2 separate regions of the Triticum aestivum genome follow, and region 1 is linked to region 2. The links are chromatin contacts, called in public Hi-C maps. All regions are on one chromosome and are shown on one strand. Each heading gives the region's core, a stretch centred on a gene start, on an enhancer-like site or on the middle of the called end of the contact. The rest is flanking DNA. Distances are from core to core; before and after follow the strand shown. Region 1 holds the start of LOC123140281 (alpha,alpha-trehalose-phosphate synthase [UDP-forming] 1). Region 2 holds the start of LOC123140265 (homeobox protein HOX1A).

Region 1 (2,700 bases), core at 68-2,567, 400 kb before region 2:
CTACAATCCCGCCATCCTCCAAGCTCTACCCTCAACAAGAACCCTGCCTAGCAACCACTGCAAAGATGGCGATTCACCATAAAAAACAATGCCATTCCAGTGCTTCCACAACTCCCAAAAGGCCAGTGTGAGCAAAGCTCGCAAATCCTTGTCATGCATGCCTTGGACGCACTTGCCAGGATCCAAATAGGGAGGGTGCTTGTCTGCGTGGGGGTCTAGTCCGGCTTGTCCAAAGTTGTGCACAGCTGTAACCAGAAGGCTCTCGTGAAGACGCATTGCAACATGATATGACTTATGGTTTCATCCTCCTGGTTGCAACGTGGGCAAGTATCCTGATGCGGCAGTCCACGTCTAGCCAAACGATCGGAGGTCTAACAACGGTTCTTCATGGCGAGCCAAACAAAGAACCGACACTGCAGGGGGGGGGGGGTGTCTAGACTTCCACGTGAAATCAGCCATGGGGGCAAGTTGTCTTCCCATGAACAACGTTGCGTACGCCGATCGAGCAGTGTAAGCGCCACCCGGCTCCCAAGCCCACTTGATGACATCCGGAATCCCAACTTGTGTTTGTATGTTTCCATCGCGTTGCCATAATACCATGAACTCCATGAGGGTCGGTGCATCCATGTCCGGCCCCACGTCGTTGCCCACATCCATTCTCCAAGGCCTCATGCATACATAGTTGTGAGCGCACACGAGGGATACCATTCTCCCCGACGTTGAAGTACTTTGATGGATGACACAACGGTGACTTTGCACACGTGAAAGCACAGTAAAAAAATGTTTTCTGGAAGAATAGCAAATAAATGAATAAGGAAGAAACTTACTGCAAAACATGAAAACAAGAATATGAAGACAAACTATTGTACAGAGAACTTAAGAAATATGGAAAATATGGAATTTTAAAAATAGAAAAGGATTCCTAGGAATGTTCATGAACGAACACGAATTATGGTTGAGTACATTGCTTACTTTTTATTTTTTTGCATTATAAACTATAAACTATGATTTTAAAAACGGTATTTATGTTTTCATTTATAGGAGTCACATATTTCTCTAGCTTATATAGAACATTTTTATGGTATCCCTTAAAAAGGTACATTGTCATGTATTTCCTTTCTCTTCTACTAGTCTACTAGAGAATTCCATTACAAGAGCAAACTAAAAGCAGGGCCAGGAATACACGATGATTTACACTAAACACCTCTAGGCCCGAAGAGTTGCAGCCCTGAGGGGCAGGAGGGGCAATTTCACAAACATGCGCGGCTCGTTCCTTTTTTCTTTCTTTATAAATACGGTTCGTGTATTGGCCGAGGGGGAGGTGCCGCTAGCTGGATCCCAGCGATCCTATAAAAAGGTGCCAATCGCCCCCACCCCGACCTGCACACATCGCTCGTGCTCTCAAACAAGAGTGCGAGTTCGAGGCATGACGGCCCTGCTGCATGTTGCATGAGGTACCACCCCCCTTCCCCCCTCTCTCCCTCCCTAGTGTGTTCTGTTCTGCTAGTCTGTTGCAGTCCCCTCCCATCCCCCGGACTCATCTCCTCTCTTGTTATCACCAGCCGGCCGGAGTCGGATCCCATTGCAGCAACGAGCCCAGAGCAGCGCGAGGCGGCGACCGATCTGGGTGAGTTGTTCATCCGTACCACGTTCCTTTTTTTTTCTCTCGTTTCGCCTGTGCGGCGCCGCCGCCTCGTTTGGATGGATCCCGGCCGGCGGGCAGGGCGGTTCCCGCCGATCTCATCGGGGACTAGTAGATTAGATTGGCAGCAGTAGTTCCGATGCCGGGGGCATGGCGTGACCAGGGTGGCCGGTCCGTATGGGCCGTGAACGCCATCACGATCCGGCCTTCTCCGGGTCTTGTAATCGCATTCGATTTCTGTTGTAGAGATTTTTTTTTTGGCTAAGCTTATTTTCCTGTTGTTAGTAGTAGAGTTTTTTTTAAAAAGTTTTTTTTAGGGAAAAATAGAACGGGAACGTGATTACGGTTTTTGCGCTTGAAACTTTTTGTGAAAACAAAAAGGGGGAGGAATTTGGGGGGCGTGTGTGTATGACGAACGGTGGGCGTAATAAAAGAGGATTTTCTGCGGCCCGGCGCGCTTGACTAGGCCCGTGCTCCTGGCTGACGGCTATCCCACTGACGCAAGGGCCCCACCCCGCGCCGTTTTAACAGGGTCCGTGGCGAGCGAGCCGCTGCGCACACGAGTCACACAACGCAACACGGGAGCCAGCGCGAGAGGAAAAGCAGCGCAATTAAGGCCAGCCGCGCCTCCTCCTCGGGACGCGCGCGCTCTCGCGGGCGGGAGACAGAGCCGTCGCCGTTCGCCGTTCGTCGCTCGCCGCCGCCCGCCGCCGCCCGCCGCCCATGAGTGATGACGGGCCGTCTCGTTTCTCCGCCGTGTCGCGCCGCCGTCGCTCACCGCGTGCGCCCGCCTAATGCTGCAGGCCGAATCAGCCGGCGGGGGAGTCGTCGCGGCGGTCCATGAGCGCTGACGCCGCGGGCACCAACATCATCAGCAGAAGAAGAAGCAGGCTGGGCGACGAAGCCATGCCGACCCCGTCCTCCAACGCCCCCGACTCCTCGCCCTTCTCCAACGACGGCGGCGCCTCGCCGAGCGCCATCGACCGCATGCTCCGGGGCAGCGGCCGGCGCCACCACCTGCCCACGGCCGCGTCCCCCGACGCCATGGACACGGACGT
Region 2 (2,700 bases), core at 189-2,688:
GTGACATGTTTTGAAATAATTAGAAAATATAAACGCTACAGTGTAATGTGCAAGAAATTTCGCGTCTGCGTTTCTATCCTTTTAAAAACTTCGCGCTGTTATTGTCCATAAGCAGTTGGCTGGTCCAGTGGTTGGCCTCTCCGTGTGGAAGCGCCCTAGCGCTGGATCGAACCCCAGTTGCGATGTATTTTCTGTCTGTCTTTTTGAGATTTTGAAAACATTTCTTAAAAATAGTGAGCAGTTTTTAAATGCCGCAATTTCATTATATTCCTTTTTTAGAAGTGAAGATTATTTGAAATCCCACTTTAAAATTAAACATGAACAAATCCTGCAAATCCCGAACAGTTTTCCAAAGCACGAACAATTTTTCAAAAATTTAACCATTTCTGAGAAAACGAACAAATTACGAAAAATGTGAACCTTTTTTCAAATTTCCGAATATTTCCTGAGATCACGAACAGATTTTAAGTTCTGAAAAAAAATGGAAAACATGAACATTTTTTATGTTCAGAACAAAAAAGTTAAAACAGAATATTTTTAATGCAAACACAATTTGTATTGTATGCTAAATGCAAACAAAATTTGAAACATGGAAACATTTATTGTAAATTGCGAACAAAATGATGAAACCGCGAACATTTTTTTAAACATGAATATTTTTCTGAAATGGTTTACAAATTTTGAAACAAAAATAGTTTTTTAAACTACTGAACATATTTTGGACATGAACATTTTTATGAAATTATGAACAAATTTCAAAATAGGAACATTTTTTGAAATTCTTTAACTTCTTCGAAACACGAATTCTTTTCGAAACTATGAACAAAATTTTAAAAAGAGAACATTTTTTGAATTTCAAAAAAAATTAAAAACAAGAATTGTTTTCGAATTTCCTGAAGATTGTTTCAAACATGAACATTTTTTAAAAATTGTGAACAGAAATTGAAGACGATAACATTTTTTTAACTTTCATTTTTTTTAAATTTCTGAACAGAAAAAACAGGAAAAAGAAAAATACGAAAAAGGAAAGAAAAACAGAAAGAACAAAAAAGAAAAAAGAAAAATTAAAAAAAAGCAAAAAAAACCCGGTTCAGGATCCTTCTAGAAGGTTTCCAAAACCGATAAAAACCGGCTGGGAATCTTTGGAAGGTTCCTAAAACCGGAAGCGCTGTTACAGGGTCACGGGCCGGCCCAGTTTCAGCGCTCGATAACCAGCCTGTGCGAAAGATCGACAGTTTGACGCAGTATGCGTCAAATAGGATATTCCGCTAAAGGCGCCGAATAGGGTTTGCCATTCTCTTGGTAGGCCCAAACAGCTACCCCTCTCATGAGGACAAGTGGGCCGGGCCGAGAGGCCATACGCCACCTACCGCGGGGCCGTTTTGCCTAAAGAAAAAAACCCTACCGCGGGGCAGTTTGGGAGCAGCGCCGCGCACCTCGTGTCTTTTATTTTCAGTCTCCGCTCGCCTCCAATCGCTCACGTCACTCCGTCCGCGCGAGGAAGCGGCCCGTCGTGCAGTGCTTCGCGACAGACCATCACCGCCTCGCCGGGCGGCGGCGGACGCTAGCGCGGTGAGTACCCGGTCCGCCTCCCTTCCTCCCCGCTCCGCCCCGTCCCGCCCCGCTCCGCCACCCGCGCCCGACTCCCTCGACCCTGTCTCTTAGTTCCCCCCGCGGCCAAATCCAAGCATTCAAGCTAGATTTCGCGCAGCGGTGGTTTGCGGCGCCCTAGTCTCCGCCAGGGCGGTGGGTCTGGGGGCGATTCGTGCGCTGGTGTTCGGTAGTTCTGGGTTTGAGTCGTGGTTGTGCGGGCTTCGTGATTCAGCGTAGCGGTGGTTGATGGATTGGTTCGGGAGTTCTGTTTAGAAGAGGGGGCGTGGTTTCTAGGGTTTTGATGGTTCGCTCATGCTAGATCAGGCAGTCGGGGCTCTGTATCTGGTTGATTCGGCTGATTGCCCAACTGGAAATCATAATTGCTTGCCATTGCCCCCTTGGCCCTTGGGTAAACAGAGAAGTTCGGCTGATTTCAACTATAGATTGCGTGAGATGAGCTGTTCAAGTTCTGAGACGGCTTCATGGATAGTGCCAACTGCGGAAGTTGGTCACTGTCTGTAGCAAATTACAGAAAGCTGTAGGATTGAAAATGGTACCCTCCGTCCCATAATATAGCGTTTTTGACACTACACTAGTGTCAAAAAGACTCTTATATTATGGGACGGAGGGAGTAGTACATTGCTGATATTGCTGGCCAGGTGTGTGCTGGTATAAATTATTGTCATTCAGAACAAGTCACCTGTCTTGGCAGCAGTAGATCTGATTTTTAACGCCCATTCATTGCAACAATGTGCTATATAGATGTGTGTGAATCGCTCTTAGGCGTGTACCATTCTGAAGATAACTTAGTATGAAGCACATCTTGTATTGGTAATGGAATGAATGTACTGGCTTTAAAATTTTTGAAGATGCAAAGTTAGCTATCAATGCTTGATAAGTTATATGTGATCAGTTCTTACAACCACAAATGTTGATTATACTTTGTGTACTTGCTGCAGGTGCTGGTTCATTTGGTGCAACTACGTACAGATCCATATTCTGTTGCGACTGCGCTCTGCAAGAAGACAATTTTCCGAAGCCGTCTTCTTTCTTTTACTAGAATATAAAATAATTTCTGGCCGCCATCAGATGGACAAAAGCAATACT

What was found. Hi-C and Micro-C count contacts between places; a contact is called where the count stands out from the background.
Region 1: a Hi-C map of leaf shows a contact between it and region 2, with 5 times the contacts expected there. The contact joins the promoter of LOC123140281 here to the promoter of LOC123140265 in region 2. A contact is called at or near these places in 2 of 5 Hi-C or Micro-C datasets (both in leaf) and 1 of 1 datasets of contacts at active chromatin or transcription factors (leaf).

The regions. Positions count from the first base shown.
Region 1 is chr1B:589,139,407-589,142,106 of IWGSC CS RefSeq v2.1, reverse strand. LOC123140281 (alpha,alpha-trehalose-phosphate synthase [UDP-forming] 1) reads left to right here and starts at 1,317. Exons shown (of 19, transcript XM_044559906.1): 1 at 1,317-1,454; 2 at 1,563-1,627; 3 at 2,446-2,700. The coding sequence starts at 1,443.
Region 2 is chr1B:588,741,411-588,744,110 of IWGSC CS RefSeq v2.1, reverse strand. It overlaps LOC123140265 (homeobox protein HOX1A), which reads left to right and starts at 1,438. Exons shown (of 12, transcript XM_044559905.1): 1 at 1,438-1,572; 2 at 2,553-2,700. The coding sequence starts at 2,683.